5 separate regions of the Mus musculus genome follow, and regions 2, 3, 4 and 5 are each linked to region 1. The links are chromatin contacts, called in public Hi-C and promoter capture Hi-C maps. All regions are on one chromosome and are shown on one strand. Each heading gives the region's core, a stretch centred on a gene start, on an enhancer-like site or on the middle of the called end of the contact. The rest is flanking DNA. Distances are from core to core; before and after follow the strand shown. Region 1 holds the start of Bcat2 (branched chain aminotransferase 2, mitochondrial). Region 2 holds the start of Tmem143 (transmembrane protein 143). Region 3 overlaps Trpm4 (transient receptor potential cation channel, subfamily M, member 4). Region 4 holds the start of Pth2 (parathyroid hormone 2). Region 5 holds the start of Kdelr1 (KDEL (Lys-Asp-Glu-Leu) endoplasmic reticulum protein retention receptor 1).

Region 1 (5,840 bases), core at 2,676-5,175:
TCAGATGTCATTCCTCGGGTGACTTCCACCCGTTTTTTTTTTGTTTGTTTGTTTGTTTGTTCTGAGACAGGGTCTTACTATGTAGCCCTGGCTATACTGCAACTCACTGTGTAGACAAAGCCAACGGCCTTGATCTCAGAGAGCCTTCTGTCTCTGCCTCCCTAGTTAAATGTATGTGACCGTAGCTCCAGCCCATCCTGTCTTGAGGCAGGGACTCTGATCAGGTCCTGGAGCTTGCCAGGTTGGCTCAGCTCTCTACAGTCTCCAGCTCACCAAACAATGGTATTTAGGGCTGAGTCACAATGGGCAGGGGTGGTGCACACCTTTAATCCCAGTTCTCAAGAGGCAGAGGCAGATGAGTCTCTGAGTCTGAGGCCAGTCTGGTCTAGAGAGTGAGTCCCGGGACAGCCAGGGTGACACAGAGAAACCCTGTCTTAAAAAAAAAAAAGCAAAAAAAAAAAAGCAAAAAAGCAAAACAACAACAAGCAAACATGACAGAACCAGTCTAGTCACCAAGTGGGTTACAGGGATCAGACTCGGGCCTCCAGGTTTGCTGGCAAGCACTTCACCAACGATGTCCATAGCTCCCAGCCCTCAGATGAAATGCGGGTTTAATGGTGTGGCACCCAAGGGCTTCTGGGGTGATCTAAGAGTGATGACCCCTCATTGTCTCTGTGTGGTGACATGAAGCTTGCCTAACACTGCCACCTTGCATCAGACACAGTGTGGGGACGAGACAACTGCCCCGGGTAGAGCAGCCAGCACGAAGGCAGGAGAGCAGAGGAAACCAAGAATACATTTTTTTTTTTTACTTTTTAGTAGAGTTAGCCAAAAAAACTGAACAATGCAGAAAAGAGATACTGAGCTGCTGGAGAGAAAAGATGGAGCTGGGGTTGTACTCAGTTGCAGGATGCTTGCCTAGCATGCAGGACTCCCTGGGTTTATTTCTTCCCCAGCAGCACAGAAACCCTGCAATCCCAGCACTTGGGAGATAAAGGAAGAAGAATCAGGACTCCAAGGCCATCCTTGTCTATGTAGCAAGTTTAAGGCCAGTCTGACCTATAAGACCTTGTCATAAGATGATGATGATGAAATGAGGAATGAGGGACAAGGGTGGTGGCACACACCTTTAATCCTAGCACTCAGGAGGCAGGGACATGCAGATCTCTGAGTTCAAGGCCTGCCTGGCCTACATTATGAGACCCTGTCTCATTAAAAAAAAGAACCGGAGACTGAGAGCTGTCAAGAGAGTTATGATTATAAAGAGAGGACTGAGATGACTTACTGGGTAAGGAGACCCATCAGCATGCCTGAGGGACTGAGTCTGATTCCCCGGGACCCACAGGCAACCAAAATGTAACGGAGAAAGGGGCAGGGGTGGGCAATACCAGGAGGGAAGGGAAAAGCAGAGAGTCAAAGAAACTCTAAACTGGGTTTGGTAACACAAACCCATCGTCGTCACAGAACTCGGGAGGGTGAAGCAGGAGGATCAAAAGCTCAAGCCCAGCCCAAGCTAAAGAGATCCAGGGGAGCCGGGTGGTGATGGCGCACACCTTTAATCCCAGCACTTGGGAGGCAGAGGCAGGTGGATTTCTGAGTTCGAGGCCAGCCTGGTCTACAAAAGTGAGTTCCAGGACAGCCAGAGCTATACAGAGAAACCCCGTCTCAAAAAACCAAAAAAAGAGAAAGAGAGAGAGAGAGAGAGAGAGATCCAGGGGAATGGAGGGAGAGAAACATCACACAGCCTTGAGGCACAGAAAAGGCATTGTGTCAAGAGATGATGAGTCTGAGCTGGCACAGAGCTCTTGCAACCTCGGAAGTGCTACCTTTGTCTTCCTGGAGCAATTCTGTAAGGCCAACAGTAGTCTTCTCTTGGCTCAAAGAACACCCCTCCCCCATACCATAGGATAAGAATTAAGCTTAAAGAAGGAAGCTAGATGGGGGTTGGGGGTGGGGGCTACAGGAAGTAGAAAAGAGTGGAAGCAGAGTTCAGAGATTAAAGGGGAGGGTGCTGGGCAGGGTTCCCTGTGGTTTGCCCATGCTCCTTTCACATCCCAGCAGCCCAGAACTGAAACACAGTATCCATCAAAGATCAGGTGTTCTTGCCAAAGCTCCACTCTCACGCCAAAAGTAAGCAAAATAATTATCATAGTAAGGTGTTGTCCTGTCTCAGATAACTGTCCCTACACCATGCTATCTCCTCACATAGCCCCAGGCTGTCCTCATCATAGGACAGACTCTCCATCAGATTTGTAGAAGTCCAAGGCTCAGATACAACCAGTCACCTCAGGACAGTCCCTTATAGAGCAACATAGTGTCCTAACACAGCTCAGGGCTGTTTCCTGACCCCATCCCAAACATGTTCCCCTCTACAGCCAGGGTTGTCCTTGGCCAGTTGAAGGGCTGTTTCTTTCAGACTCAGAGTATCCCAATGCCAGTCTAGGCTAGTCCCTGTAAGACAGTCCTTGCAAACCCCAGCCAGCAGGTTCCTCTATACTCCAAAATTTCACTTTGTGGACACTCACCACTAGATACTCATAGCTCTGAGCAGGCTCATGTTCAAAGTGTCTCCATTACAGGGTAAAACTGTCTTCAGAACCCAGTTCTGTCCCATTAGAATTAGAGATTGGTCCAGTATGGCAATGCTGTATCCATCCAAGGCCACCACACAGTCAGAGCCTAGATTCTTGTCCCCGTCATATCCCAAGACCATCTGCATAGAACATTTCTGTCTGTCACTAAGAACTGGGGGACTTAAAGGTTTGTTCAGGAATTCGCCAGCCTGGAGCGAGAACTTCTGATAAGCAGGTGGGAGCTAACAGCAAACGCTTTCCCCCAAGGTTATGGCCAGCTGTTTCCACACTTATTTATCACGTTCTCTTAAGATCACAGACTCTCAAGCTCAGCAGTGGTGGCCCAGGACTTTAATTCTAGGACTCAGAAGGCAGAGGCGGGCAGAGTTCGAGGCCAACCTGGTGGTCTACAGAGCAACGGGACAGCTGGGAGTATGCAGTGAAACCCTACCTCGAAAAGACAAACAAACAAACGAAATATCATAGATTCTCCATCTATGACACCGCTTGACACCATCGGTAAGCACTGACTGAAGTCTTCTGGTCTGGAGGATCTTTTATCATTTTGACAGACAGAAACTTGACTGGGATTACAAAACCAGGTACAGAGAGCCTCAGACACTGCACACATCGACATGTGCTTTTTGTTCCAAGAAATAAGATCTTGGGTTCAATTCCCACCCAAGACCCTGCGCCAAGCCATACACTAAGTCCCAAGAGGTCCTGGGCCCCTTGTCTAAAGGAACCCAAGAGCAACTGGTCCTTAACACACACAGGCTGCATGCCCCAGCCACAACTTCCCCGCATCCACCCCACCCTGTACTTCTCCCATTATAGTCCTCCTCCATGGCTCCCCACGTCCGAGCTCCCGGTTCAGGCACCTCTCGCGCCCCACTCCTGTCTACCCATTCTGCCGCCCGCCCGTTATAGCCCCGTCTTTCTTCCCAAGGGGGGGTCCATCCGCCTCCGTGCTGGGCAGCGGAACCCGAGGCACAGAGGAATGACGCCAAGCCGGAAAGGCTGCGCGCCAGTGGTCCACCCGGAAGTGCGCCCCCCCCGCATCAGGTCCCCCAGAGCCCCCAGCGCCGGCCGGCCACGCACCCACCTGTCCTAGTGTGGCTGCAGCCATGATCCGGTGTGTGCGGCTGGTGACTGTGCCCGCCTGGGGCGCGGCCTGGTGAAAGGCATTCGGGCCCCGCCCTGCTCACGCCCCCTCCCGCAGATGGCTGCTGTGTCGAGCCTCACTTCTGCCAGGCCGTCCTTAGTTCTGGGACCACAGGGACCCAGGCTCTGCTGTGAAGATCCTGCGCGGGAACGGTCCCGACCTGCCGCACTCTCTCCCTCCTCGCCTCCACCCTACCCTGCTCTACCACAGCCACACTCACTCCCAGCTAGGCATTTACTTTGGCTTTTGTTTGGCATCTGAGTATGGAATCCGTGGGCTCGTGAATGTTTGGGAAGCGCTCTAACCCCTGGGAACAGATCCAGACCTCTAAATTTTGTATATGTCGCCGAGCATGGTGGCACACGTCTTAAGCTCAGCGTTTGGGAGACAGGTGGAAGGATCTCTGTGAGTCCAAAACCATTCTGAGCCACCTAATTAGTTCCAAGCCAGCCAGGGCTATCTGGTAAGACCCTGCCTTAAAACACTGCCTCCCAGCACTCGAGGCAGAGGCAGGAGGATTTCTGAGTTCGAGGCCAGCCTGGTCTACAAAGTGAGTTCCAGGACAGCCAGGGCTACACAGAGAAACCCTGTCTCGAAAAACAAACAAACAAAAAAAAGAGGTTGGAAAGAGGGCGCAACAGTTAAAAGTACTGGGCTGCTCTTAGAGAGGACCGGGCTTGGTTCCTAGCACCCACATAGCTCATAAGTGCCTGTAACTCCAGTTCCAAGGGATTCTGTGCCCTCTTCCGAGTTCCACAGGCACCGGCATGCACATGATACACTAACATATGTGCAGGCAATACACATACACAAAAAGTTTAAAACATTTTTTCTTTCTTCTATCTATCTATCTATCTATCTATCTATCTAGAGACAGTGTTTCTCTGTGTAGCCCAGGTTGTCCTAGAACTAGCTCGGTAAGTAAACCAGGTTGTCCTCAGACTTACAGAGATCCTCCTGCCTCTGCCTCCAAAGCTGAAATTAAAGGTGTGCCACCACTGCTTGCTATAAAACGCTTTTCTAAAAATAAAGCAAGAACAACAATGCACATTCACAGGAACTATCATCAGTGGCAAAGCGGGCCAGACGGCTTTGATAAAAAGGAACAGCGCAGCCGGGTGTGGTGGCGCATGCCTTTAATCCTAGCACTTGGGAGGCAGAGGCAGGTGAATTTTGAGTTCGAGGCCAACTCTGTCTACAGAGTGAGTTCCAGGCCAGCCAGGGCTACACAGAGAAACCCTGTCTCAAAAAACCAAAAAAAAAAAAAAAAAAGAAACAGTTCACTGTAAATGCCAGTGGATCAGAGAAAGTGTACTTTAAGCCAGGCCTAGCTGAGGCAGGAGGTTTGTTGCAAATAAAAAAGCACCCTAAGTGAGAAAGCTAAACTCTTGTCTCAAATGAGACAAAAAGAAATAGGACTTTGGAGAAAGATGATGGCTAGAAGCTAAGACGCCTCACTCTGCACAAGGAGATAACATGTTCATTGTAATTCTGAGATAAGTGCTTGAGTACACACACAGAGGGGGGTGTGTATGTGTTCTCAGGTCCATGGTTCATTGTGCCTCCTTCAAGTTTCCTAAGAAGCTCAAAAAAATTTCATACTTCAAATCATTACAGGACCTCACATCAGCCTACAGCTTCAAACCACACCCCTTCATCCTTAGCTCTCCACCTTTAAGGCTTCAGAGGTAGTTAGACAATCGGTGCCAGAACACACACACACACACACACACACACAAGAAGCTTCTGCTGAGTCTCTATAATTCTGCAGAATGTTCTCAGGCTCTACAGCCACAACTGCTCCCAAATCCCAACACCGGATCACTGTTCTTTAAACTGCCCAGGGCACAGTAACCAAACCACACCACACACGCTCCCCCGCAGACATTGCTCACCCCGCCCCCACCTCCCACTCTCCATTTCTAAACCTGACCTCCTCCCTTACTGATTCAAACTGCAGGGCGGAACGCACAACAGTAAACGCCCCCGCCGCGACCAATCAGCGATTGCCGCACACCTCTGCCTTGGCCAATCCACAGCGATTTTGCAGTTCCACCCCTTACCTAGGGTGTGCGGAAGCTGGGGCGCCCCGTGCCCAACCT
Region 2 (6,106 bases), core at 3,526-6,025, 330 kb before region 1:
CCATTGAGCAGGAAGATGAGAGGACCAGGGCAAGACTCAAGCAAAGTCAGCCATAGACCACACCTACAGTCAGTCATAGGCCACACCCATGGTCAGTCATAGGCCACACTCACAATCAATCATAGGCCACACCCACAGATGCCCAGAAAGATTGCATGGCTGAGACTAACGCTGGAGCCTTCAGGGCTGAGGGGAGACGAGTAGCTGTGCCCTTTATGCCATCAGCCAGGTTCTCCTCTGAGAGCTTCAAGCTAGAAACTTAAACATGGCACATGGTCTGACGCTCCCCGTCCCCTCCCTCCCTCTCCCCCCCCCCCTGCTTGCCCCTCCTCTGGGTCTGCTGCCCAGCACAGATGGATGCGTTTCCCAGTTCACTGTTCCCCACCAGCAATACAAATCTAACCACCACAAGCTTCTCACTTAGTTTTGCTTGTTTGTTTCAATTTTTTTAAGATTTATTTTATGTGTATGAGTGTTTTGCCTGCATGGATGCATGTGTGCCACATAAGCCCACAAAAGTCAGAAAAGGACTACAGAAACCCTAGAACCAGGGTTGTGGATAGTTGTGAACCACTATCTGGGTGCTGGGAACTGAACTCGGGTCCTCTGTAAGAGCAACAAGCCTTAACTGCTGAGCCTTCTCTCCAATTCGGGACCTCCCCATTTGGAGGGGCTCAAACCACACTGATACCCTCAAGCCCCATTCTCTGCCCAGCACCATGAAATCTCCACAGAAGATGGAAAGAGTGTGTGAAAATTCTGCCCATTTTTCTGTTATGCTTGAAGCAAGTTAGAGGTACATTGCTAGCATGTAAAAATGGGACCATTGTGATTCTTACTTACAGATGTGAAAACTGAGGTACGGACATGCGCAGATCTGCCAATTATTTACAAAACTCCTTTAGTGCTTGGGAGGCAGGAGGATTGTATGCATTTGTGAACTTGAGGCCAGCCTGGGCTACCAGTGAGATCACACACCAATCAATAAATAAATGAAACCCTGCCAAGGTTGCCATTGCCCCTGGGAAGCAGGAGCGTATGCCCGTGAGGCCCTACAAAACGTCTATGTAACCCTGGTGTGTTTGTCTCTGATGGTGGGACGCACATGCACCAACCACACTGCAGTGGTCCGAGGATAACTCTGCGGAGCTGACTCTTTCTTCCCACCTTTACATGGGCTGGCAGCGGCAGAGGCCTGCGGGACACAGTATGCACACAGGGCTCTGAAGGGTTGCCCCTATTCAAGGGCAGCTAGAGGATGGTGTGGAGAACCAGCTCAGAAGCTTGAGGGGTCCCAACTTTATGCATTTATCCTTCACAGTGAGCACCTGGCTGACCTGCAGCCCTGACTACTTCAGGTCCCGTCACTGTCACTGTAACCTATGGCTGAACCTAGACCACTCAGTTTCTGTCTAATCTATGGAAGGGCTAGAGGAAAAGGTCAGCCTCCACGCCAAGATGTGATATTAACAGATTAGACTTAGGGGAGGAGAGATAGAGCCCACATGGAGATCAACATCCTTACAAGAAACCCCAGAGCTCTTGCTCAGTCCTCCCGCATGTGTGGACAAGGTGAGAGCATCCACTCTGAATGAGGAAGCAACCCTCATTGGACCCCAGATCCTGAACACTCTGAGCTCAGACTAAAGCTTCATGTCCCTGAGGAGACACGCTAGTGTATATAACGGCGAACCGAGAGCCTTTCTGTTATAATATCAGAAACAACACTAACTCCCTGACAGTCAGTGTCAAGAGCCTTCCATAGCTTCTCCGAGCCTTCAGTCTCCCTCTGCTGTCCAACTGGAATAACTAGCTTCCTCCAGGCGCAGTACAGAGGAGGCAGAAGTGTCGGTCTCTATGAGTTCAAGGACACCCCAGTCCCTTCTCCCTGCAGATCCCTCAGCCAGACATATTTTACATTCATTTTAGTTCCTATCCCACCCTGCCATCCTCATGCCTGCTCCATGAGGTCATGACCACATCTGTCCTGGCCATAGCAGAGTCCTCAGAACATAAAAGAGAACCAGGCTCCAAGCAAGTATCCATCACACCATACTAAACAGACGACGAGCAAACACACACGGCAGGACTGGAGAGCCATCCTCACCTGCAGCCTGGCCAGGAGCTGATGGTAGTGAAAGAGGGTACAGAAGTCCACGTGAGCTGAGAATGCCTCCAAAGCTGCTCTCTCCGCTGGGCTGGAGTGGAACTCCTGACACCCAGAAAGAAAACCCAGTTAGGCCTCTCTCCTCTTCCTCCAGAGGAACCCTTTCAAGGCAACCACGTACAGGATGGAAATTCTGGGCTTTTACATTTGTATTTAAAAGCTGATCAGAGGGCTGGAGAGGAGGCACAGTGGTTAAGAACACTGACTGCTCTTCTGAAGGTCCTGAGTTCAAATCCCAGTAACCTCACAGTGGCTCACAACCATCTGTAATGAGATCTGATGCCCTCTTCTGGGATGTCTGAAGACAGCTACAGTGTACTTACATATGATAAATAAATAAATCTTGAGGCCAGAGCGAGTGGGCCAGAGAGAGAAGAAAAAGTATCTGAACACAGCTACAGTATACTTACATATAATAAATAAATAAATCTTTAAAAAAAAAGAAAAAATGATTTGGTCGGGCTGAAGAGATGGCTCGGTGGTTAAGAGCACTAACTGTTCTTCCAGAGGTCCTGAATTCAATTCCCAGCAACCACATGGTGGCTCACAACCATCTATAATGGGTTCCAGTGCCCTCTTCTGGTGTGTTTGAAGAGAGCAGTGGTGGTGTACTCATATGCATACAATAAATAAATAAATAAATCTTAAAAACTGATTTGGTCAATTATACAGACCCAGCATAGCACGGGGAAGAGAAGTCTACAGGATGCAGAGGCTTGGCACCTGCTCTGTGGCAGCCGCACATCCACAGAACATGTGCTCTGTGGCAGCCGCTCTTCCTTTGCAGAACATCATCCTCCAAAGAAGGGACGGGGTGGATGGAATTAAAACTTCAGTTTTTCAAAAGAGGAAACTGAGGTTCAGTGAAGCCATTTCTGAGGGTCATGATGGGCTCATCTGACTCCAGAGAGAATCTAATTTATCGCGTGTTTACATATATGTGTGTTTTGATTGCATGTATGTGCACCACATATGTGCCAGCAATGGTCAGAAGGCGGCACTGGCTGATCCCCTGGAACTAGAGCTATGGGTGGTTGTGAGTTATCATGTGGGTACTAGAAGCAGATCCTGGGTCCTCTGCAAGAGTAACAAATGCTTCTAACTGGTAAGCCATCTTCTCAGGCTGACTAGAGGAATTTTTTTAAATTATTTTTATTTATATCAGTACATTGTTGCTGACTTCAGACACACCAGAAGAAGGCATCGGATCCCATTACAGATGGTTGTGAGCCATCATGTGGTTGCTGAGAATTGAACTCAGGTCCTCTGGAAGAGCAGTCAGTGCTCTTAACCACTGAGCCATCTCTCCAGCCACTAGGGGGAGTTTTTGATGAGATTGTTTGTGCTTGTACGTATGCATGTGGGCATAAAATCTAGCACGGGACTTGGTAGACACAGCAGGTGTTCAGTAAATCACTATTATACTAATGATCATCTGACAGTGATGGAGGGCTGAGAGCTCAAGCTATGGAATAGATCAGGGGTGAAGTAAGGGGCGCACTCTAGAGTCAAGCAAGCATGGGCCACTCACTGTAGCTTTGGATGGGTCACTGCCTTTAAACCTGTAAAATGGGATAATGGTGGCCTCTCACAGGGTTGTTCTGATGGCTCTATACATTACAAACACTTAGCACGGTGCCACGGAATAAAGAGCTCAAGGTGTGATAATAATTATCATTATGGCTTTGCAGATACAAATTTATTATGTACTAGAAAGGAATTATGAGGATGATAGTTACATCTATTTCAAGGGAAAAACTTATGTCCCAGTGTGCCTGTTCAAGGCCCCAGAAGAAGCCCAAGTCCAGAGATCTTTAGGCATCTCATCTTGGAGTTCTTTCTAGCCCCTGCATTCCAACTTTCTCGAACCCACTAGGAACGCCAAAGGGACCAGAAACTACACTCCCAGGAGGGCGCTAGCGCAGACCTCAAAAGCAGGTATAGTGGTGCAGTCGCGAGGTCGGCTGGAAACTGTAGTCTCTAGGTCCTTAGACCACTGATGGGCGGTACCTGTATCAGGAGGCGGAGCAGCTGCTCCTTGGAGAATGGAATGAAGCGCTCGCGGTACTGCTGGGCCCAGTCGCAGGGCTCCTTGGGGTTCCACATCTTGCGGTACACCCCCATCCTGTTCTCCAGGGACGACAGAGCTCGGGGAGTCCCGAGGAGAGCAGGCACCAGGGACCATAGTCGGACCTTGGACCCCCAGGTCACATGCAACATGGCCTGCCCCCTTTCCCAGAGCCTAAACATAAGCAAATGAAGGGGGATGTCAAAGGTCAGTTGGAGGTAGTACCTCCACACACCCCTCCCTTCGGGGACAGTTCCTGGCCAGTCTCCCTCCCTCTAATCCCTTTCCGGTTCCTTCTACACTGCACATTTAGGTTGGCTCCGGAATAGGGTCAGAGGTCGTAGTTTGGAGTATCTTGCAGGCCCAGGGACCCTGAAGCGGTACAAATGGTCTCTGAGAAGCTTAAACAATGAGGTGGAGCTCAGGAGTGTTGAAAAACTAGGAAAAGTTAATAGCGGGTGCTGGGCCGTCCTTCCTGGGCCATGCAATCCCCCACCCTGCCCTCACCTTAACCAACGCGCGACTGTCATTGAGCCTTCTGCGCATGTGCAGTAAGAGGTCCTAGGCCCAGAGGATTGGCTTCAGCAAGCAGTAAGGCGCATGCGCACAGCCTGAGCCGCTTGAAACCATTTAATAGCCTTTATCTCAACTGCGCATGCCTCATCGCTAGTCCTTTTTTTTTTTTTTTTTTTTTTTTTTTTTTAAAGGTAATGCGCACGCGCTGAAGACGTGTGGTCCGCTATTTGGAGCTGGGTCGGGCCCTCGCGCGCGCCCGGCCAACGGCGACCCGCCCAACGTCCGCCGAGACCACGCCCTTTCCATAGTCAGTTCGGATAGGCGGAAAGGAAAGGGGCGGGACTTGGCTGCAGCCAATCATCTGTAGAGGACAGAAAAGGCGGGAAAAAGAGGAACCAAAAAGAGGCTAGAGGTGGCTCCCGGGACCAGGAGAGGAAGCCAGGCAGGCAGAAGAGGAACGCAGGTCCTCGGCCCTCGGAGAAGAGGTGGTTCTCTTCAGCCAGCGTCCCCTTGGGGTCTCAGCACTTCCGCCCCCAGGTCCTTAGAAGGGAAGCCCCTAGTCTAAGGAGGTTGCCATGACTCTCATACCGAGTGGCAGCTGGTTTCTGAGGCTTCAGTCTTAAGACAATATGTCATCCTGAAACAGAGCTGAAGCCTAAGCAAGCCTGGTGTTACGGAAAATGACCCAAGTTAGGGAACACCTCAAATATTGCTGGGCTCTACGTGGTCTTCTATACCTAGGGTAGCTGCATTCCCTCAAGGACCAGTCTACAGTCCCCCTATTGACCCCACTCTGAGGGCCCAGCAGACCTGCCACCCCTTATCACCCTCATCCTGTATTCCCAAAATCTAGGGCCCTCAGAACCCTCTGGCCCCTTATCAGCACCTGAAACCTCCAATAGCCCATCAGCCTACATTTCCAACTTCTGGAACCCCGAAGCAGCCTTCCAGCCGTGCTCCCATTTCCAGAACCTCCCACATACCCTATCATGTCTCATCTCCAGCACCTAAGACCACCCAGCAGTTTCTCACCCCATATTCCTGACAACTGAAAACGGGAGCAGCCAGCCCCTTCAGCCCACCCCCTCTGTTCCTAGGGCTCCTAACAGCCCCTCAGCCTATCCATCCCCACAAAGGAAGGGCCAGTACTCCCCACTCCCAGCACTTTTACTCTGACATTCCCATTCCTCTTTTCTTGCAGTAGCTGAGCCTTGAGGTGGGTCTGAGGCACACAGGAAGTGGTGCCCAGAAAGCAGCACCCAACACCCCTGCCCCTACCTCCCGGGACACCCAAAGAAGAGCAGCCACTATGCACCTCCCTGAAAGCCTCCACGACCTGGCAGACAATGAGACTG
Region 3 (5,585 bases), core at 2,924-5,423, 260 kb after region 1:
AGCTGTCAATCAAATCAGACTTACAACCTCTGTCAGTCTGCAGCCTGTAAATGTTTTCATTTATGCACCCCTGACCGTCACTCCATATTTTAGGGGATCCCTCCCCTTTTGTGGGGAAACAGGGTCTCACTCTGTAGCCCTGGCAGGCCTGTCTGGAATTCCCAGAGATCCTTCTTCCCTGGCCTCCCCAGAACTTGGATAACAGGCGCGCGGCATGGCACATTCTAAACGATTCTTAGAAGGCCATCCATCCATACTCAGTCCAGAGAAAGCTGATCAGAGGGTCCCTGCCTCTGCCCTGTGAGACCTCAGCTTCGTCTGAGGAGACACCCCGGATCTGAGCTGTGCTCTCTCCCCCAACTCCTCAGGCTGACCCCTGGGCTCTTTGACTTGGGACGCACCGTCCTCTGCCTTGACTTCATGATCTTCACACTGCGCCTGCTGCACATCTTCACGGTGAACAAGCAGCTGGGGCCCAAGATTGTCATAGTGAGCAAAATGGTGAGTCTGAGGAGGAGGGGCAGAGCAAGGTGGGAGAGAATGGGACCTGGAGTGCAGGGGGGTGGAGCCAGGGGTGAAGGGCAGAATCTCGAGGGACCACAGAGGACATGGGGAGGGGTTGGGGGAGTGGAGTCTGAAAGGGAGGGCCTTGCCTTTTAGTGGCAGGATGTGGACCTGAAGGTGGCCGGGGCTGGGGTGGGGTGGGGTGGGTGGAGGGGAGGGCTTCTGAGGTGGGCAGGCAGGACAAGAAGGGACAGGCCTTTGAGGATGCTGTGTCTAAGACAGGGAGAGTAGCCAGCTGGAGTAGGCGTTCTGGGAAGGGGCGGAGCCAGGGAGGAAAGGGCTGGGTCATTTCACCCACATCTTCCTCTGCTTCTAGATGAAGGATGTATTCTTCTTCCTCTTCTTCCTCTGCGTGTGGCTTGTAGCTTATGGGGTGGCCACAGAGGGGATCCTGAGGCCCCAGGACCGCAGTCTACCGAGTATCCTGCGCAGGGTCTTCTACCGACCGTATCTGCAGATCTTCGGACAAATTCCCCAGGAGGAAATGGACGGTAGGAAAGGGCTCTCCAGCTGAGTCTGCGTCTCTCTCAGTGGGTCTCTGACTGTGTCTCTGTCTCCCATCTCCTCCCCTCTCCCTGCTTCTCTCTGCTCACACCTGCTGTTCCTTTTGCAGTGGCCCTCATGATTCCAGGTAACTGCTCAATGGAGCGGGGCTCCTGGGCTCATCCGGAGGGGCCCGTCGCAGGCTCCTGTGTGTCCCAGTATGCCAACTGGCTGGTGGTGTTGCTCCTTATCGTCTTCTTGCTGGTGGCCAATATCCTGTTGCTCAACCTGCTCATCGCCATGTTCAGGTGTGCCTGGCCTTGCCACCCGGGGCTTCCCCCAACTTGAACCTGTTCAATATGTGCCATGTCCTGACTTTGACCCAGTGCTGGCCTGATCCTGTGCCTTCCTTACCTGGGCTTTGAAACTCGTTGCTATTGTTTTGGCATCTCTGAGGCAGTGTCTTGGAACTTAGGGTAATCTTGCCTCTACCTCTTAGCACCGGGATCACATGCGTGCCTCCAGGGCACTAAACGCTTTTCTTTTGAAGAAGCCCACTTTAGTGACTTGTTTGCAGTTTGTTTTATTTGTGTGTATGAATGTTTTGCCTGCATGTATGTATGTGTACCATGTGCGTGGAAAGTGCCTATGGTGGTCAGAAGAAGGACATCGGATCCTCTGGGACTGGAGTTACAGGTGACTGTGAGCTACCGAGTAGCTGCTGGAAACTGAGTCTGGATCCTTTTGCAAGAGCAGCCAGTGCTCTTAACCTTAGCTGAGCCATCGCTCCAGTCCGGTTTTTTTTTGTTTGTTTGGTTTTGGTTTTTGGTTTTTGTTGCTTATATTCTTGCTCTTGTCGCATGTAATGTGATTTATTTTGTGTGTCTGGTCCTTCAAAGGATCCCCAGTTGCTAGTTAACTGGTTCTTTAAGATTTCTTAGCTGAGTCAGGCCTTTAATCCTAGCACTTGGGAGGCAGAGGCAGGCAGAGCTCTGAGTTCCAGCTCAGCCTGGTCTACAGAGTGAGTTCCAGGACAGCCAGGGCTACACAGAGAAACCCTGTCTGGAAAGAAAACAAAAAGAAAAACAGACAAACAAACAAAAGAGCTCATAGCTGTTAGAATTGCCTGATGCCAGGGACTTCAGTGGTGATTGCCTTTTGGATTTCCGGGAACGGGAGAGGATATATAAGGCCAGCTGAGGCTGAGAAAGGACTTGGGCTTGGGCAACCAGGGTGAGAAGAGAAGACAGTTGGAGACAGTTGAGCCAGGAGAAGCTGAGCTGAGAAGATAGGCTAGACCAGTTGTTACAGTTTGGAGCTGCTAGATTGGGAAAACTGGGAGAAGGGACACACTCACGCAGGCTCTTAACCTAGTGGATCTAGAGCCCAGTCCCTACGCATGCTGAATCCCAGTCGCTCGCTCACGTGGTAACGCATTTATTCCCTATTTGTGCAGAGTCAGGGAGACAATATTGGGGTGGAGACTCTTAGCTGTCTCTTTACGTTGGCATAAGCAGAGCCCTGCCTCAGATTCCTCACCTCTGCTGTCACACAGCCTTAGCAAATGAGCAGGGACCTGGGTCACACCTCCACTCATGACATTGTGCTCACAATGCTGCCCATGTATTGACTTCCCAGGGCATCTTCACAGAGCTTTTAACACAGAGGAAACAACGAGCTATTTGGTATTAAATGGACCCAAGTTGATTTAGTCACTAATGCACACCTTCATTCTGACCAACCACTCATTCTGAGCCTGTTATGCGCCAAACACAAGGACCTCAGCTCGATGCCCGGAATCCGAAGCAGACTGTCCCCAGCTGAGGGTAGATCAGTTGGGAGAAACCTTTGAAGGGGCGGGGCTGGAAACTAGGAGGAGGGCTGGCAGGGAGTTAAGAGAACTGGTTATTATTTGTAAGAATAGGAAACATTAAAAGGAAAAAGAAATTTTAAAAAACCCACACATTTTACAGTCCCATACAGAGGGTCAATCTAAACTCCAGAGTCTGGAAACTTAAGAGTTGATTTTGGGGTTTAGCTCTTAGCTATTGATCATTAGCCCATTTGGAGTTAATTTAGTTCGCAGTGTGAGGACAGGCCCTACTTCAGTCTTTGTGTCAGTTCAGGAGAGTGCATTAAAGACACTGGGCATAAAGTCCTTGTTAGAAACCAGCTGGGCTCAGGATGGTGTGGTGGAGCAAGCTTGTCCCAGCACTCGGAAGGTCAAGGCAGGAGGATCAGAAGCCTGGGGTACATGAATCCCTATATCAGAATCAAACAGGGGATGGAGAGATGGCTCAGTGGTTAGGGTCACTGACTGCTTTTATAGAGGACATGGGATCGACTCCCAGCACTCACGTGGAAGTTCACAACTTCCTGTAATCCCAGTTCCAGGAGATCCGACATCCTCTTCTGGCCTCTGTGGGTAATATGCACAGACATACATGTAGGCAAAATAGTTATGCATGTAAAAATAAATTAACCTTTAAAAAAAAAATCCAGGCAATGGTGGCTCATGCCTTTAATCCCAGCACTTGGGAGGCAGGGGCCAGTGAATCTCTGAGTTCAAGGCCAGCCTGGTCTACAAGAGTTCCAGGATAGCCAGGGCTACACAGAGAAACCCTGTCTCAAAAACAAAAACAAAAACTATCAAGAACCCACTGTAGAATTTTGAAAACATCAAAGCCAGAATGTTGGAGTTGGGTGGCCGTGGCTCAGTCAGTAAAGCATTTGTCTTGCAAGCTCAAGGACCTCAGCTTGATGCCTGGAACCCGTGCAGACTCTTCATCCATTGTATGTATGTATGTATGTATGTATGTATGTATGTATGTATACATGCATGTACACCACATGAGTACAGTGCTGGCAGAGACCAGAAGAAGGCACTGATCTTTTGGAATTGGAGCTTCCATATTAGTGCTGAGAACTGAATGTGAGTGCTCTGCGGGTGCCACGTGCTCTTGCGGTCTCTGACTACTTTATCTCGACTCCTAATCCAGTCCTATGATCAGGGTCCTTTATTGGCTTCCCGTGACTATTGACCTCTGGCCTCCACAGCTACACCTTCAGCAAAGTGCACGGCAACAGCGACCTCTACTGGAAGGCACAGCGCTACAGCCTCATCCGGGAATTCCATTCGAGGCCTGCCCTGGCCCCACCCCTCATCATCATCTCTCATGTGCGCCTCCTCATCAAGTGGCTGCGCAGGTGTCGCAGGTGTCGCAGGGCTAACTTGCCCGCCTCCCCAGTCTTCGAGCACTTCCGTGAGACTGGAGCTTGGTCTGCATGGGAGTGGGGCGGGGGGGGGGGGGCGTTTGGGGAGGGGAGAAGAAAAGCAGGTGGGTGGGGCTCGGGGAAGGTGTCAGGATCTGCACCCATCTGGGGACGAGGCATGAGGAATTTGGTGGCTTTGGGGAGGGGACAAGTTCCCAAGTGGTCCTGCCCTTTGACTCCTGGGACTTGGCCCTGCAGGTGTCTGTCTCTCTAAGGAAGCAGAGCGGAAGCTGCTGACTTGGGAGTCTGTGCACAAAGAGAACTTCCTGTTGGCACAAGCTCGGGACAAGCGAGACAGTGACTCGGAGCGTTTGAAACGCACGTCTCAGAAGTGAGGCGGGGGCCTGCTGTGGGCAGGACCTGCAGGTGGGACGTTCTGTCTTCAGCTAGGAGAACTCTCTCTCTTTTTAGGGTGGACACTGCACTGAAGCAGCTGGGACAGATCAGAGAGTACGATCGGCGTCTGAGGGGGCTGGAGAGAGAGGTGAGGACCTGGGCGTGGGCTGGCGGGGCTGGGACCCCCTGCTTCCCTGCTCCTGCCTTGACTTATTCCTGTCTTCCCAGGTCCAACACTGTTCTCGAGTCCTGACTTGGATGGCTGAGGCCCTTAGCCACTCTGCCTTGCTGCCTCCAGGGGCCCCACCCCCTCCGAGCCCCACTGGTTCCAAAGGTCAGTGTGGTCCTGGGCTTCTGCAAGACATCCCCCCGTGGGCCTTCCCGTTGTTCCTGGGTCCCTTGCTTGGTCTGCTGAAGGCTCTGTTGTCTGCTTGTGTGGGGATGTGTGTAGCTGGCGTGAGTGTGCATGCCTGTGCAGGCCAGGGTTGACCTCTCTCTCTCTCTCTCTCTCTCTCTCTCTCATTCATTCCTTGAAACGGGACCTATCCCTAGGCCCAGGTGTCTCCAGTTGGCTTTGGGTTGCTGTCCCGACACACTGCGAAATCCTTCTGTACCTGCCCCACTCCCCCGTCTTTTGAAGTGGGTCCGGTGTTCACCCCAGGGTGCCACTGTCTCTCCCCGCTCTTTTTAATATGGCTGCTGTGTGCCTGTTCTGGTTTCATATCTGTTGCTAGGATAAAATACCGACCAAAAGCAACTTAGGGGATGAAGAATTTACTTGGCTTATGCTTCCAGGTTACAATCCATCAGTGAGGGAAACAGGGAGAGAGCGTGGACGTTCTCACCTATAACCAGAAAGCTCACAGCCAAAGAAACGCACCAGAAGCCACGAACAACGCTGTTCGCTGGACCACAGCACCTTCCGTCCA
Region 4 (6,014 bases), core at 2,414-4,913, 390 kb after region 1:
GTGGGCATTGGAAGACCCTGACTGGCAGACAGGTGGCCCTTCCAGAGAGACAGAAGGAGGGGTGACAGGCTGGCACTGGGAGGCAACTTAGCCATAGCATGTGTGCCTGGCATAGGAACACGCACCTGTAAACCAATGCCCTGGGGGGTGGAAACTCAACAGGATCAGGTGGGAGGAGGAAGAGAAGTGTGGGCTGAGAGTCTCTCGCCCTCGTTAACTACTGTGTCATAGGCACTGTTCTTGCCCTGCCTGCTCTCCCCATTCACTCACTCACCCGGCGAGCAGAAGGCTGTAGTCATCCCTGACCAGCGGGGACACATGGCCTCCTGTGTAGTCTGCATCCAGGGTGCTGACTAAGGGCTGCAAATTCAGTGACTGGATGTGTTCTGTCCTTCCTCACCCAGGCTGACCCTTCCAGCCCTCTGGGAACCTATCACCATAAACTTGCCCCAGGAAGCTCTCGTGAGAGGTAAAGAGACACTTGGGAACTGGGAAGGGACTTAGGACAGACCAAGCCTAGTAATAATGTCTGTCCCTTCTGCCTTCCAGTTGCCACATTGTACCAGAGATGCACCAAGCCCTCATGCCTGTGGTGAGAGACCTGGTGCCAGTTGAGAGGTCACGGACCCAGCACTGTCTGCATCCCCAGCACTCCCCAGGGATCAGGTGTGCCCTTTAAATGTCCCCAGGTGCGGGTGGGGGTGCCATGAGTTTGTGAGACCCATCTTCCTGGGGCCACCGTCAGCCTCTCCTGCCTCCCCTCCAGAATCAGCCAGCACCCACTGGTCCCCACACCCGTCTTGGGCCTGCTGCTGCTGCTGCTGCTCTCCATCCTGCTGTTCAGCCAGTCCCCGCCACCCACCTGGCCTCACCTGCAGCTCTACTACCTACAGCCGCCACCAGTGTGAGGCACCCTTCCCACCACTATACCTCCTCCGTCAGCATGGGACCCACATCCCTAAGTTGTGTTATGTGACCATGACCTCTCCTGGCTCTCTCCTGTTTCTTAACAATAGCAAATCACATAGTAATGACTTCACAGGATGATTTCCTCATCACACAAGTTCGGGGGAGGAGGACAACTGGGCCTCCACTGGGTCAAGAGGGAACCCAAGGTCTCTAAGTTTTTGCCATCCTTCTCTCCTGCTTTGGAGGCTGCTATTGTAGCATCATCACAGGGCAGGCCTGGAGAGAGCTTGCTGTCCCTGAGTTGTATCTCTTTGTGGTAGGCCAGGCAGGCTCCTCTGCTCTGAGTACATAGCCTGGTCAGTCAGAGTGTGTCTGAGCAAGCAAGCCAGAGGCTTCTCTGACAGCTCCTCAGTGGCAACTTCATGAAACATGGGGCTAAGCAAGACCACTGGCTTGCAGACTCTGAGCTCTGGAATTGCCAGACTGCTCTGAGTGAGGCCTCTGGATCATAAGCACTCCAAGCCAGGACCTTGCTGCACCCTCGGCTGCACTCAGTTTCCCCTTCTTAACACTGGCTCCATGGTTTACAATGCCAGGAGCCTCTTGGAGCCTTTGGACTAAGATGGGTGCAGCCTGAGAACACACACACACACACACACACACACACACACACACCTACATACTACGCATGCATGCACTATTCTCTGGAGCTGTTCTCTTCAAGAAGGTGCCACCCGCCTGCACTCTGCTTTGAGAGAAGGTGTAGTTGGTATTCAGTTGGCAGCGGGAGGGTGTTCCAGGCTGAAGAGTCAGTCAGCCGAACAGCTCGGCCATGGGAAGGAGAGTCAGGAAGGGCAGGCTGGCAGCCTGGGCGGCCTCTGAGAAATGCAGAGGTCAGCCTGGGGCTCCAGCCCAAAAGTTCTTCCCAGTGCCCAGGAGGGGGTTGAGAAAGGCAGGCCTAGACACTCGAGATCAAGACTCCAGCCATGTGTGGAGCGGCGGATGGAACTAGTTCTGAGCAGGTCCTTGTGCGGAAGGACAGGCCAGCGCTGGCCGGCAGGGGAAGGGGGCTGCTGGAGGGTAGTAGTCCAAAAAAAGTCCTCCTTTTCGGAGGAAGGGTTTGGAGATGGGTGAGCTCTTTGGCCGCATCCTAAGCTCTAAGGCGGTTTGATGGCTGGAGACAGCCGTCAAAACTCGGGATTTCGGGGCGTTAAGTGTCGCCTCGCGGAAACCCGGATTTCTGTGTGCGCCTCCTGCTAACCGCTTCTGCTTCTGCGCGGTAGACCGAGCAGGAGCTGCAAGAGGCAACTCCGCCCTCACAGCATAAAAGCCAATGAGGGCTCGGTCCGCCTCCAGAAAATGCAAATTTTGGAGGGCGGTCTCCTGGACCCCACCCTCCTCTTCAGACCAATCAGGGCGCGGTCCGCTCGCTCCGCGGGCTCTCCGAATAAACAGGTGGGGACTGCGCCTCCCCGAGCCGCGGGCTCTGCTTAGTTTCCTTATCCGGCACCTGCCGCGGTCCAGCTCGGAACTGCTGGAGCCCTCCCCGGCCGATAAACACGAGGCCCAAAAAGGTTATGAAATCCCGACCCAGCAGGATATGGTGACGCTTGCCTTTAATCCTAGCACTTGGGAGGCAGAGGCAGGCGAAGCTCTCGAGCTCAAGGCCAGCCTGGTCTACAGAGTGAGTTCCAGGACAGCCAGGGCTACACAGAGAAACCCTGTCTCGGAAGAATAATCCCTCCCCCCCCCCCAAAAAAAACCGGACCAAAACAGAGCTGGATCAGGGACCCACGGGCGAGGGAATCCAGAGAGAACAAGAGTCTCGAGGCAGATGACCCAAGAGGGAACCCGGAGAAGCGAGGATGCGGAGGGTCCCGGTTGCAGTGAGGCTGTGGGGCCCCCTCCCCACACACCCACAAGAGAGTGGCGCAGCAAAGAGGCGCAGTCGCAGTGCGACAGGCTCTTTATTAGGCTCAGGGCGCGTCCAGTAGCAACAGCTTCTGCATGTAAGAGTCCAGCCAGCGGCGGCGCTCCAGGGCGGCCAGCAGGCGCGCGCGCTCCCGAAAGGCCGCGTCGTCAGCTAGCGCCAGGCTGCGCCGAGACAGGGGGCTACCCAAGCCCGCCCAGGCACGACCCGGGGCGCGGAGGCTGGGGGAAGAGAGATGTGATTGCGCGCTAGGCCCCACAGGCCACCGCGGGTCCCCACTGCAGTCCGACGCTAAGCACCCCTGCCCTCCCCAACTCCCCGCATGCGGTATCTTGCCTTCCTTTGGGGCGGGGGGTCCTCTCCTCCCTTCTTTGGGTGTCCGGGACCTCACACCTACCTGAACACACCAGCGAGGGGCAGGGCAACACCTGAGGCAGGGCCAGTGCCCCAGGGCACAAGCAGTAGCAGCAGCAAAAGCAGCAACAGCCGCTCTCGGGGGCTCCTGGACATCTGGCAGGTCTCCATCACCTGTGGATACAGGGGCCAGAATCTCAATGTCATCATCCCGCCCAGAAGCCTAGGGCCCACAATCCAACCCTGCCACCAGCCTCCTACAGGACCCCCTACCGTGCAGTGGGCTCAGGCAGCTATGCTCACGCCCCTTTTATATACCCTCACAGCCCCCGCGGCGGCAGTGACGCAGGCCGGGCTGGGGGCGCGGGGTCACTCCACCCCACGCTCATTAGGAGCCGCCAGCGGTAATGAGAAGCCTGGTGGGGCCCTGCGCTGCCGTGGCCAACACCAACTAATTGGGACCCAGAGCTAGTACTGAAGAAGGGGGGGTGGTGGTACAGACAGAGAGGTGGACACAAGGGGTGTGTCAGAGGGATAAAAATAGAGACTGGAGAGGGGGACCATCAGAGCACAAGTCGAGAACACAAGAGAGAGGCAGGAAAGAGAGCAGAGGGACACAAGGGAGAAAGACAGAAAAGAAATAACCTCCAGACAGAAGGGCAAAGACAAGATGCCTAGGAAGGGAAAAGCAAGAAGGAAGAGAGGAAGGCTGAGAAGAGAGGGTGTGGAAAGGAGCTGGTCAGGAGAGAGCCAGGGACAAGAGAGAGACAGAGAGAAAGAGAGACAGAGAGAGACAGAGACAGAGAGAGAGGCAGGCGGTGGTAGTGTGCAAACAGGTGAAGTCACCACCGTGAAATGGGACACAGGAGGCCCTGGGCTTCCACTGGGAAAAGTCTTTCCCTCCCTACAAGGGACATGGGGGTATGGTGAAGATTAGGGCCAACCATTCATACCTGGCATGTTTCAAGGGGGCTCCCAAGGCCACCCTATGGTGCCGTACACTCAGGAGGCAGAAACAACCACTGCAGATTTGAGGCCTGTGTATGCTACATATTAAGACTGTCTTAAAGAGGGGTGGGGTGGGGGTAAAGAGCAACACCCTCTTCCCGTATCATGGGCAAGGGAACAGGCCCTGGATTCCTACCTCCACAGAGATGAGGAGCCAAACTTGGAATCCCAAACAGAAAGGTGGTCCAGACAGGGCCCCCCACTTCTATGTTCCGAAAGCCTGGATTCCTGGATTCTTCAGTCTGAAGAGAGCAGTATGGCCTGGTGAGGTTAGACTAAAAAGGTACCAGGGACTCAGATCCTTAGATTTGAGTGGGGAGTGGGAGAGGACATAGAACTCATTTTTACTTACTTTGTATTTTGGGACAAGGTTTCTCTGTGTAGCCCTGGCTGCCCTGGAACTTGCTCTGTAGGCCAGGCTGGCCTAGAACCCAGATCCACTGGCCTCTGTCTCCCAAGTGCTAGGATTAAAGGTGTGCTCCACCACCACCCAGCTGGATTTTGTGTCTGTTGGGTTGATAGTTTTGTTCTGTGTGTGTATATTTGACTGGTTGGGTTTTATTTTTGTTTTAGAGTTTCTGTAGCTCAGGCTGTCCTGGGTCTCACTAAGTCACCCAAGCTTGCTTTGAACTCATAATCCTCTTGCCTGTGCCTTCTGCGAGCAGGGATCCCAGGCCTGTATCATCACACCATGCCAAACCCTCACTGCAAAGAGATCACAGCTTGGTCCAATTCTAACTTCCTTTTCTACCTTATCGATGAGATCCTATGTCTCTGTCCCTTTAAGAATCCCAGCCTGTTGCTATGCTCTCAGGATTCCCCAGGGAGGGGGTCAGGTGCGTCACCTGTCACCTGTGTGCCTCTGGGACCCTACTGCCTGTTCCTTCCAGCGCCATTCGGCTGCACTCCCTGCCTATCTCTTTGTTCAGCGCTGATCACCTGCTGTTGTCTTTGATACCACCGAGCAGGTAAGAGCCCCCTTGACTCCGGATGACCCTGTCCCATCCCAACTCACTCACTCCTGCATCTCCAGTCCACCACTGGAGTTACTGGATCCCTAGCTCTGTAAACAGGGGTGTGAGCCCACTGTCCTGTCTGCATCCCCATCAGGTTGAGGAGTCCACACCTCACATCCCTATTTCTTAAAGCCCTGGAACTCTAAGATCCAGACATCATCTAGCCCGTGGTCCAGGGATCCCATGTCCTTCCCCCTGTAACCCTTCACCCCTGCTTGTAGGCCCCAATATTCAAAATCTCTAAGTACCCAATTTCTGCCAAGAACCAGAGACATAGACTCAGAGCCCAACAGTTTGCATCTCAGGACTGTGGAGTCTTCCTCCTCCCACTGAGTTTGGGCCCCAGCTCTTCATTCTCATCATCCTCAGGTGTTAAAGCCTTTGCAGTCCTGGCCTCTTAAGAGCCTTGGGAGAAGGTTGTCCTATGTCCCCTTGGCCATCTGACACCCTCTGAAGGTGGAATCTAATATTTGTGGGATCTTGAAAAGGTGTCATCCTGTCCCAATTTTTCAGGGACCCCACTGGAAAACGCACTACCACTCCCAAGAATCCCTGAAGTCCTGTATCCTTGGTGACCGGTTACCATCCCACAGCCTCCAAGGAGTTGCTGTTGGCTTTTGCCAGGGTCCCTGGACAGATCTGGACCTCCTGGGAGCCGGTGGGTGTGGCCTCTGGGAGTGGGTGTGGCGTTTGGGTGGGCGTGGCTCTAGATGCTTTGGCCTTGACTGTTTCCTACATACTCCTTCCACAGCTGTAAGCGTCTCAGAACCATGCAGCCCTTCAGCCCCATCTTCTTC
Region 5 (6,093 bases), core at 1,182-3,681, 300 kb before region 1:
GGCTCCAGCTAATGACTCCCACCAGCCCATGAGGCAAGAGTTGAACACATACAGACCCAACCAAAACACCAAAGGGTTAAAAATCACAACACCCACCAGCTGGAGGTGGAAGTACCATAGAGACTAGCCAGGTCCTCAGCAAATGCTAACCAGTCCTTTCCCATCTCAAACCAGACCACTTCAAACACATTAACCTCCCATCACAGCTGAGAGGGCTGGAGCGCTCAGTGGTGCACAGGGCCTAGGCTCCATCCTGCACCTTACAGAAGGATGCTAAGAGGCAGGGACTGACTTCCTCTTGTCCTTTTGGTTGTGTGTCCTTTTAGCCATCTATCCATCCCCTCATTTCCCCATTTTACAAAAAGCCCAGGTGTACACTGGTCCATAGTCCCACCACTGTCCAGCTGAAGAAGCAAGCTTCCAGTCCCTGTACCTCAGCTCCAGAGTCTCTGCATATAACCACCAGGCAACCCTGAACCCAGTGACCCTCTCATGACCATTTTACAATGGGGAAACTGAGGCAAAGAGGCTGAAGTCATTATAGTAGAAATTGGGGCTCCCAACCAGGGGAGATAACAGACAGCTATAATCCAAGCAGTGAAGCAAGAGGACTGTAAGTTCTAGGCCAGCCCCTATCTTAGAAAACCAATAATTGACAGTGCCTCCAGAAGAAAGCACCGGCCTCGCATGCATAAGACCCTAGACTCTATCTCCAACACTTCCTGAGAGGAAAAAAAAAACAAACTAAAAATAGGATGTGTAACTGGGATTTAAACTCACGTGGCCCCACCGCAGAGCTCTGCTTGCCATTCCTAGCCCTCATCAGCCCAGCTCTTGCTGGACTAGGTGCCCTTGGACATTCAGACGACTTAAGGGGTGCCACTCTAGACGCCAGGTACATTAACTGCTCAGAGCAGCAAATGGGATGCTGGGTTGTGATTATGTTCACAGTGTCTGCCACCGACGAACTTAGGCCTTAGCAAGCTGTGTAGAGGAAGACACCTGACAGGGCCTCCTGTCAGATACTCTGCCTCTACCCAACCACCACACAGGCCCAGCAGAAACCTACCTCCAGAGGGGTGAAGTCATGGTTGACCAGGAAAGCCAAAATAGCAGTAGGAACGACGAGGAACTCCACCCGGAAAGTGTCGTGGTTGCCATCATAAGTAGCTTTGAACTTGCTGTAGATCATCCACACCGTGGTAAAGGAACAAGCTATGTAGACCACCTGATAAGAGGGTAACAGGGCATCTCAGCTCACAGGTAGGGCCTCAGGTCACGGTGAGGGAGAGAGAAATCATGTTCCCCAGCCACCTCCCTCAGACCATATGTCTAGGCCCAAGCCTCTTTGGTGACTCCTCCCTGATCCCTGGCCTGGAACCCTGCCACAGGGGGCTGACTGCAACTCTACCTTCATGCAGGTGTTGTAGAGTGAAATGTAGTTGGTGAACAGGTCCAGATATCGGGCAGTGAACACCACAGCAAACAGGACTTGGCTCTTCCCTGAAATGCCTGGTTGAGACAGAGAACGAAGGGCAGGGTGGAGGGAGCTGGAGGTGGGCTACTTGGGGCAATAATAAACTAACATGCAGCGCCTGGGCCAGCCGGCTGGAGCTCTAGACCACAGCGATTCCCCAAGGCCTTTAAGCCTGAGCTCGGCCCTTTTTCCACCATCCACAGGCAGGGGGCAGCCGGCTCCAAAAATACTAGAGACCGAGGCTCTATCCCAGGCTAGGCCTCGCCGGTCCTTCTGTCTCCCTCAGGTCCTCCTGACAGTCTAGACCTACACTGGGACCTAGGGAGAGCCCTGCCTGACTTCAGCCTCCCAGTCGGTCACCTTCCTCCCGCTCCCTTCCTGGCCTTCCACAGTCCACGTCACCAACTCCCAGCCACCTCCCCGCCTGCCATGGCTCCTGGTTCCCAGCCCCGGAACACCCAGAGCTGTCCCAAAGGGTGCTGCAGAAGGTTGAACTGAACGCCCGAAGCCACCCCCACCAAACTATGTGTACCCCTTAGTCTAGGGAAAGGAGCTGACCCCCTGGTGACCCTAGAACTAGAAAAGTGATCCCCAGCAGGCAGTCCGGGAGGACTCTGACCTGCCGAGCTCCAGCCTTCCCGGTGCCCCAGAGCGGCCCGCTCCCGCCCCCTCTCCGCGGGGGGGCCTCTCACCCGCACACGATCGGGACTTCCAGATTTTGAGCAGTAACAAGATGATAGCTAGGAGGTGGGAGAGGTCTCCCAGGAATCGGAAGAGGTTCATGACTGGGGGACTCGGGCAGGGCTGAGCTGGGTGGGGGGGGAGGCTGGCCGGCCGGGCTGCCCCGGAGCTGCGGTGCTGCTGGGTTGAGGGCGGGAGAGAAGCCCTTCGGTAGCTCAGCTCCGGGGAAGGGGCTCTGGAAGGTGAGCCGAGGCCGGAGCTGGTGGTAAAGCTGGCTGGGAGAAAAGGGAGGAGGGCCGAGGTGGGAAGGGAGGAGTCTGAGCTGTAGCGCCACCCCAAGGGCGGGTTGACTGTCTGGCGCCCTCTGGCGCCTGCAACCTGCTTTGCAGAGTCGTATCGAATAAGCCTACTAACTGATGGAAGGGTCTTTAGGGTCCCACATTCCCAGGTGCCTTCTCTTTAGTAAGGAACTGTAGAGAGTTCGTCTAACCTCTGCCCTTAAACAGGAATCCTGAAGTTTGAGTTCTGAATCTAAAGATCCTAGTGCTGTGTTGGGTGATGGTGTAGCCTGTAATCTTAGTACTGGGAGGATGAAGCAGAGGGACCCCCCAGTTCCAGGCCTAGGGCTCCACAGTGACAGTCTATTCCTGCACAAATTATTAATACTAATAGTAACAACAACAAGAATCCTGGAGATTAAGAGGGTAGACTTCTAGCTTTGTCTGTGATCTCTAGTCCCAATTCAGTTAGAAAACCCAGGCCCCACTGCCACACACTCGGGGATCCTGACTGAGCCTACCGCCTCTACAATCCTATCCCCAACAATTACTTTATTGCTCAACATTCTGACCTGGGAATCTACACCCATAACTCCATCCTCCTTCTAAGACCCAAAATGCCAGGTCCTGGCTCTTTCAGAAACTGTCATGACCCGAGTCTTCCCAGGTCTTAGGGCACGAGAAGCAGGGCTCCAATCGACTGCTACAGGCCTAGGTCCCAGCGCCTCTACACATTCATATTCTCCCTCTCTCTTCCCCTCCTCCACCTCTCTTTCTCCACCTCCAACTTCCATTCTCAGGGACCCGGGAATCCTGAAGCACACTCCTCCCAATGTTAGATACTAAGGACTGTCCTACCAGAGGCAAGATGGACAGGTGACTTTATGGGACCTCAGAACCTCAAAAGTAGGGTTATAGTTTAGGATTACTGTGTCTGTGACAAAGGAAGCAGTTTTCCTCCAGGGAATTGTGTACTCAGAGCTGTGAGAGACTAGTCCCTCACTCATCAAGTGGTCCCTCAGTGAGGAACTTGCTCAAGACCTGGCCCCCAGGTATGATCGAGAAGGACTAAGGGAGAATCTGTGGTCTTCGAAAGGAGGGCTGTTATCTAAATTCCTGCTTCTGAGAGAACAGGGCCAGGCATTGGACCCCAAATCTGAAATAGAAGATCCACAACTTGGAATCCAGGGATTCTGGACCCCTGGTTTGGAGGGAGGATGGCTGGGATCTAACCCCTAGGTCACAGAAAATGGTGCCAGAGTCTGGCCACCTAGGCCTGAAAGAAGAGGGTCGAGTATGGACATCTAGGTCTGAGGGAGGAGGGGACTGGGAGCCTAGCCCCATAGGTTTAAGGGGAGGGCTACAGTCTGAGGTAGGAGAACTGGGATCCAGCCCCATCCGTCTAGAGGGAAAGAACTAGGGTCTAGTCCCTTGGGTATGAGGGAGGTGGGCTGGCATCTGGACAACTGGGTCCAAGGGATAAGGGACTTGGAGTCTAGATTCCTGGCTCCAAGAGAGACAGCATGCATCCTGTCTTTGCAGCCATAAAATTCACAGGCTGGGTCTTAGTATGGCGGGTGCTGAAGTGCAGAAGAGGGAAGGGGCAAGTGACAGTGACCCCAGCCCTCTCTCTAGGTCTCAAACTGTCTGTACCAGGTGGTGTCCTTGTCCATCTACCTCTGCTTCCTCCCATTTCGTCGCAGCCCCTCGGTCCCATGAGGAAATCAGAGACTTTGAAATGGGGTAAGGGCTGGCCCCCTCCCTCAGACCTAATGGGAAGAGGGGTCCCTAGGGAAGCGTGAGGGGGGCAGCTGTGGGTCTCCTGGCAGGGAGGGACGGGGACTGAATGTTAATCGCATCCTGAGTGAGTGTGCGGGAACAGCGAGTGTGCGAGTCCCTCCCGCTCTGGCTCCTGCAAGCCGTGGCCGCTGCCGCCAGCCACCCTCCGCCTGCGCCCACAGCCTCCTCGGCCAGCAGCGCCCTGTTGAGGGGTACCAGCCTGGGTGGGTCCGCCTGGCCCCCAGGGGTCTCTCGTGCTACAGCCATCTGCTAGGTGAGGATGTATGCCTTGGTGTCAGGCTGGCTGGTGGGGGGTGTGTGTCTGTAAGGGCTGCAGCGGCGGTAGCTGAGGGAGGAGGGGTCTGTCTGTCTGGACCGACCCTGAGCCTCCTGCCTGCACCTCACGGGCCCCCGATCTGTTCCCTGAGCCCCCAAACCTGGATGGATGGTGTGCACCTGGGTTCTGTGCCTCCTGCCTGCGTCCAGCCGAGTGTCTGTGTGTCCCCGGATGCCTGTGTCCTCCTGTCTGTCCAAACAGCCACTGAGAGCAGCGACAACACGCCCATGTTGGGGCCCTGCGCAAGCGTGTGTGTGTGTGTGTGTGTGTGTGTGTGTGTGTGTGTGTGTCCGGGGGTGTTGAGGGGGAATCCCAGGGAAGTGAGGTTGTGTGTATGAGCATCTGCATCTGTGTTCCTGCCTGTGCTTGAGAGTGGGGGCACGGGGGGGGGGGTCTGGAGGTGGCCAAGCAAGGAATGGGCAAGCAGTTCCCCTGATAGGCAGCCTCACGCTCCTTATAAAACATACACACGAGCCACTGGCTTCAGAGGTGACCCAGACAGACAGACAGAGACAAGGGAGGGGGTGCTGAGAGCACAAAGGGGGTGCCAATAAGCTAGGGAGAGGTAATGGGACATGCCAGCCAGGGGAGGAGCCCGGACTGAAGCCAGTAGGGGGGGCACCCCAGGTGGGTGGAGGGGGATCCCCATGGGGTCAGGCCGCAAGAGGACACCCCGACAGCCTCCGCAATGTCCGGGGCCCAACTTCCAGCGCAACATGTGTAGCCTCATCCTTGCCTAGTCTGGTGGCCGCAACCTTGGGGGACAGGGCAGGGCAGGACCAAGAAGAGGAGGGACAGAGCCGGGACAGGCAAAAGGTCCCCGCCACTGCCGCCTGCGCTGCTACTGCTGCTGCTGCTGCTGCTGCTGCTACTGCTACTGCCTCCGCTGCCGCCCTGGGCCTGGCCCCCAACCAGCTCCCCAGCACTCCACGGAATCTTTGGGTCTCTGGACGCTGGTTCCGGTCCTGGCCCCCAGCAATTTCCCCCAAAGAACAGGGTCATGAAAAGGTAAGGCTGGGGCAGGGGATGCAGGGGTGGGGGTGGGGACACAGCCCCCTCCAATCTAGGGCAGGGAAAGTTGGCCAGGGATCTCAAGGAGGGAAGGGGTTTGAATGCAAGCAAACCAAATGTCTCTGCCCCCTTGTCCCTGAGGGACTGTCTTCCATCTGCTCGCGCGCGCTCTCTCTTTCACTCACTGCCCCTTTCCTGGGTTTCTATGCCTCAAAACCACCCAAGCCTCCCATTCCTCTGACATGTTACCCTGTCCCCAGCTGCGCATAGCTGAATCCCACCTCTGTCAGTCTCTCCACCTCATCTTCTCTATACCCCTCCCTGCATCAGTCTTCCCATGCCTGGCTATCCCTCTCTCCTCTCGCTTTCCCCTCCCACCTCAGAGCTATGAGTCTGCTATTAATACCCCTGCCAAGGACCTTGAGGGCGTCCAGTGACCGGCACCCAGCCCCAAGCAGCCACCCCTTCCTCAAGGTTCTGGAATGCCCTTCCAGGATAGGGATGGGTGTGTGTGTGTGTGTGTGTGTGTG

Evidence for each region. Promoter capture Hi-C pulls out the DNA fragments that hold promoters and counts their contacts. Hi-C and Micro-C count contacts between places; a contact is called where the count stands out from the background. Capture Hi-C pulls out chosen DNA fragments and counts their contacts.
Region 2: a contact with region 1 is called in a promoter capture Hi-C map of adipose tissue. The contact joins the promoter of Tmem143 here to the promoter of Bcat2 in region 1. A contact is called at or near these places in 2 of 39 promoter capture datasets (liver and pre-B cells), 2 of 115 datasets of contacts at active chromatin or transcription factors (bone marrow-derived macrophages and memory CD8 T cells) and 3 of 9 other capture datasets (adipose tissue, liver and pancreatic islet).
Region 3: a contact with region 1 is called in a Hi-C map of cerebral cortex, with 3 times the contacts expected there. The contact joins the enhancer-like site here to the promoter of Bcat2 in region 1. A contact is called at or near these places in 8 of 39 promoter capture datasets (the HPC-7 cell line, cranial neural crest, frontonasal cranial neural crest and 4 more), 3 of 15 datasets of contacts at CTCF or cohesin (embryonic stem cells, large pre-B cells and pro-B cells), 15 of 484 Hi-C or Micro-C datasets (B cells, the HL-1 cell line, the N1E-115 cell line and 9 more), 10 of 115 datasets of contacts at active chromatin or transcription factors (embryonic hindbrain, embryonic stem cells, epiblast stem cells and 4 more) and 4 of 9 other capture datasets (adipose tissue, embryonic stem cells, liver and 1 more).
Region 4: a promoter capture Hi-C map of the SN4741 cell line shows a contact between it and region 1, with 4 times the contacts expected there. The contact joins the promoter of Pth2 here to the promoter of Bcat2 in region 1. A contact is called at or near these places in 7 of 39 promoter capture datasets (the C10 cell line, the HPC-7 cell line, the SN4741 cell line and 4 more), 1 of 484 Hi-C or Micro-C datasets (embryonic stem cells), 1 of 115 datasets of contacts at active chromatin or transcription factors (pancreatic cancer cells) and 2 of 9 other capture datasets (adipose tissue and liver).
Region 5: a promoter capture Hi-C map of adipose tissue shows a contact between it and region 1. The contact joins the promoter of Kdelr1 here to the promoter of Bcat2 in region 1. A contact is called at or near these places in 3 of 39 promoter capture datasets (cranial neural crest, liver and second pharyngeal arch cranial neural crest), 1 of 115 datasets of contacts at active chromatin or transcription factors (memory CD8 T cells) and 3 of 9 other capture datasets (adipose tissue, liver and pancreatic islet).

Annotation. Positions count from the first base shown.
Region 1 is chr7:45,568,238-45,574,077 of GRCm38.p6, reverse strand. It overlaps Bcat2 (branched chain aminotransferase 2, mitochondrial), which reads right to left and starts at 3,925. Exons shown (of 11, transcript NM_009737.3): 1 at 3,679-3,925. The coding sequence starts at 3,702. It overlaps 0610005C13Rik (RIKEN cDNA 0610005C13 gene), which reads left to right. Exons shown (of 5, transcript NR_038166.1): 4 at 2,886-3,092; 5 at 5,699-5,840.
Region 2 is chr7:45,895,738-45,901,843 of GRCm38.p6, reverse strand. Tmem143 (transmembrane protein 143) reads right to left here and starts at 4,775. Exons shown (of 8, transcript NM_144801.2): 1 at 4,743-4,775; 2 at 4,178-4,409; 3 at 2,108-2,212. The coding sequence starts at 4,765. It overlaps Syngr4 (synaptogyrin 4), which reads left to right and starts at 5,133. Exons shown (of 5, transcript NM_021482.2): 1 at 5,133-5,236; 2 at 5,953-6,106. The coding sequence starts at 6,061.
Region 3 is chr7:45,304,014-45,309,598 of GRCm38.p6, reverse strand. Trpm4 (transient receptor potential cation channel, subfamily M, member 4) reads left to right here. Exons shown (of 25, transcript NM_175130.4): 18 at 369-501; 19 at 881-1,055; 20 at 1,178-1,355; 21 at 4,105-4,310; 22 at 4,519-4,651; 23 at 4,732-4,804; 24 at 4,885-4,990. Among named protein-coding and RNA genes, the nearest start is that of Gm39006, 4.4 kb to the right of the region's middle. Within about 2 kb of position 4,173, at least 32 of the 459 cell types and tissues checked have an H3K27ac peak or open chromatin away from gene starts, as enhancers often do. A contact at or near this core is called in cerebral cortex, epiblast stem cells, hippocampal neurons and 2 more, where this site is marked.
Region 4 is chr7:45,178,644-45,184,657 of GRCm38.p6, reverse strand. It overlaps Pth2 (parathyroid hormone 2), which reads right to left and starts at 3,663. Exons shown (of 3, transcript NM_053256.2): 1 at 3,467-3,663; 2 at 3,237-3,367; 3 at 2,820-3,060. The coding sequence starts at 3,364. The coding sequence ends at 2,886. It overlaps Gfy (golgi-associated olfactory signaling regulator), which reads left to right and starts at 5,061. Exons shown (of 5, transcript NM_001195255.1): 1 at 5,061-5,169; 2 at 5,731-5,875; 3 at 5,969-6,014. The coding sequence starts at 5,988. It overlaps Kash5 (KASH domain containing 5), which reads left to right. Exons shown (of 20, transcript NM_201374.2): 18 at 405-469; 19 at 550-666; 20 at 767-982. The coding sequence ends at 908.
Region 5 is chr7:45,869,178-45,875,270 of GRCm38.p6, reverse strand. It overlaps Kdelr1 (KDEL (Lys-Asp-Glu-Leu) endoplasmic reticulum protein retention receptor 1), which reads right to left and starts at 2,431. Exons shown (of 5, transcript NM_133950.2): 1 at 2,170-2,431; 2 at 1,412-1,512; 3 at 1,070-1,228. The coding sequence starts at 2,260. It also overlaps a transcript of Grin2d not described here.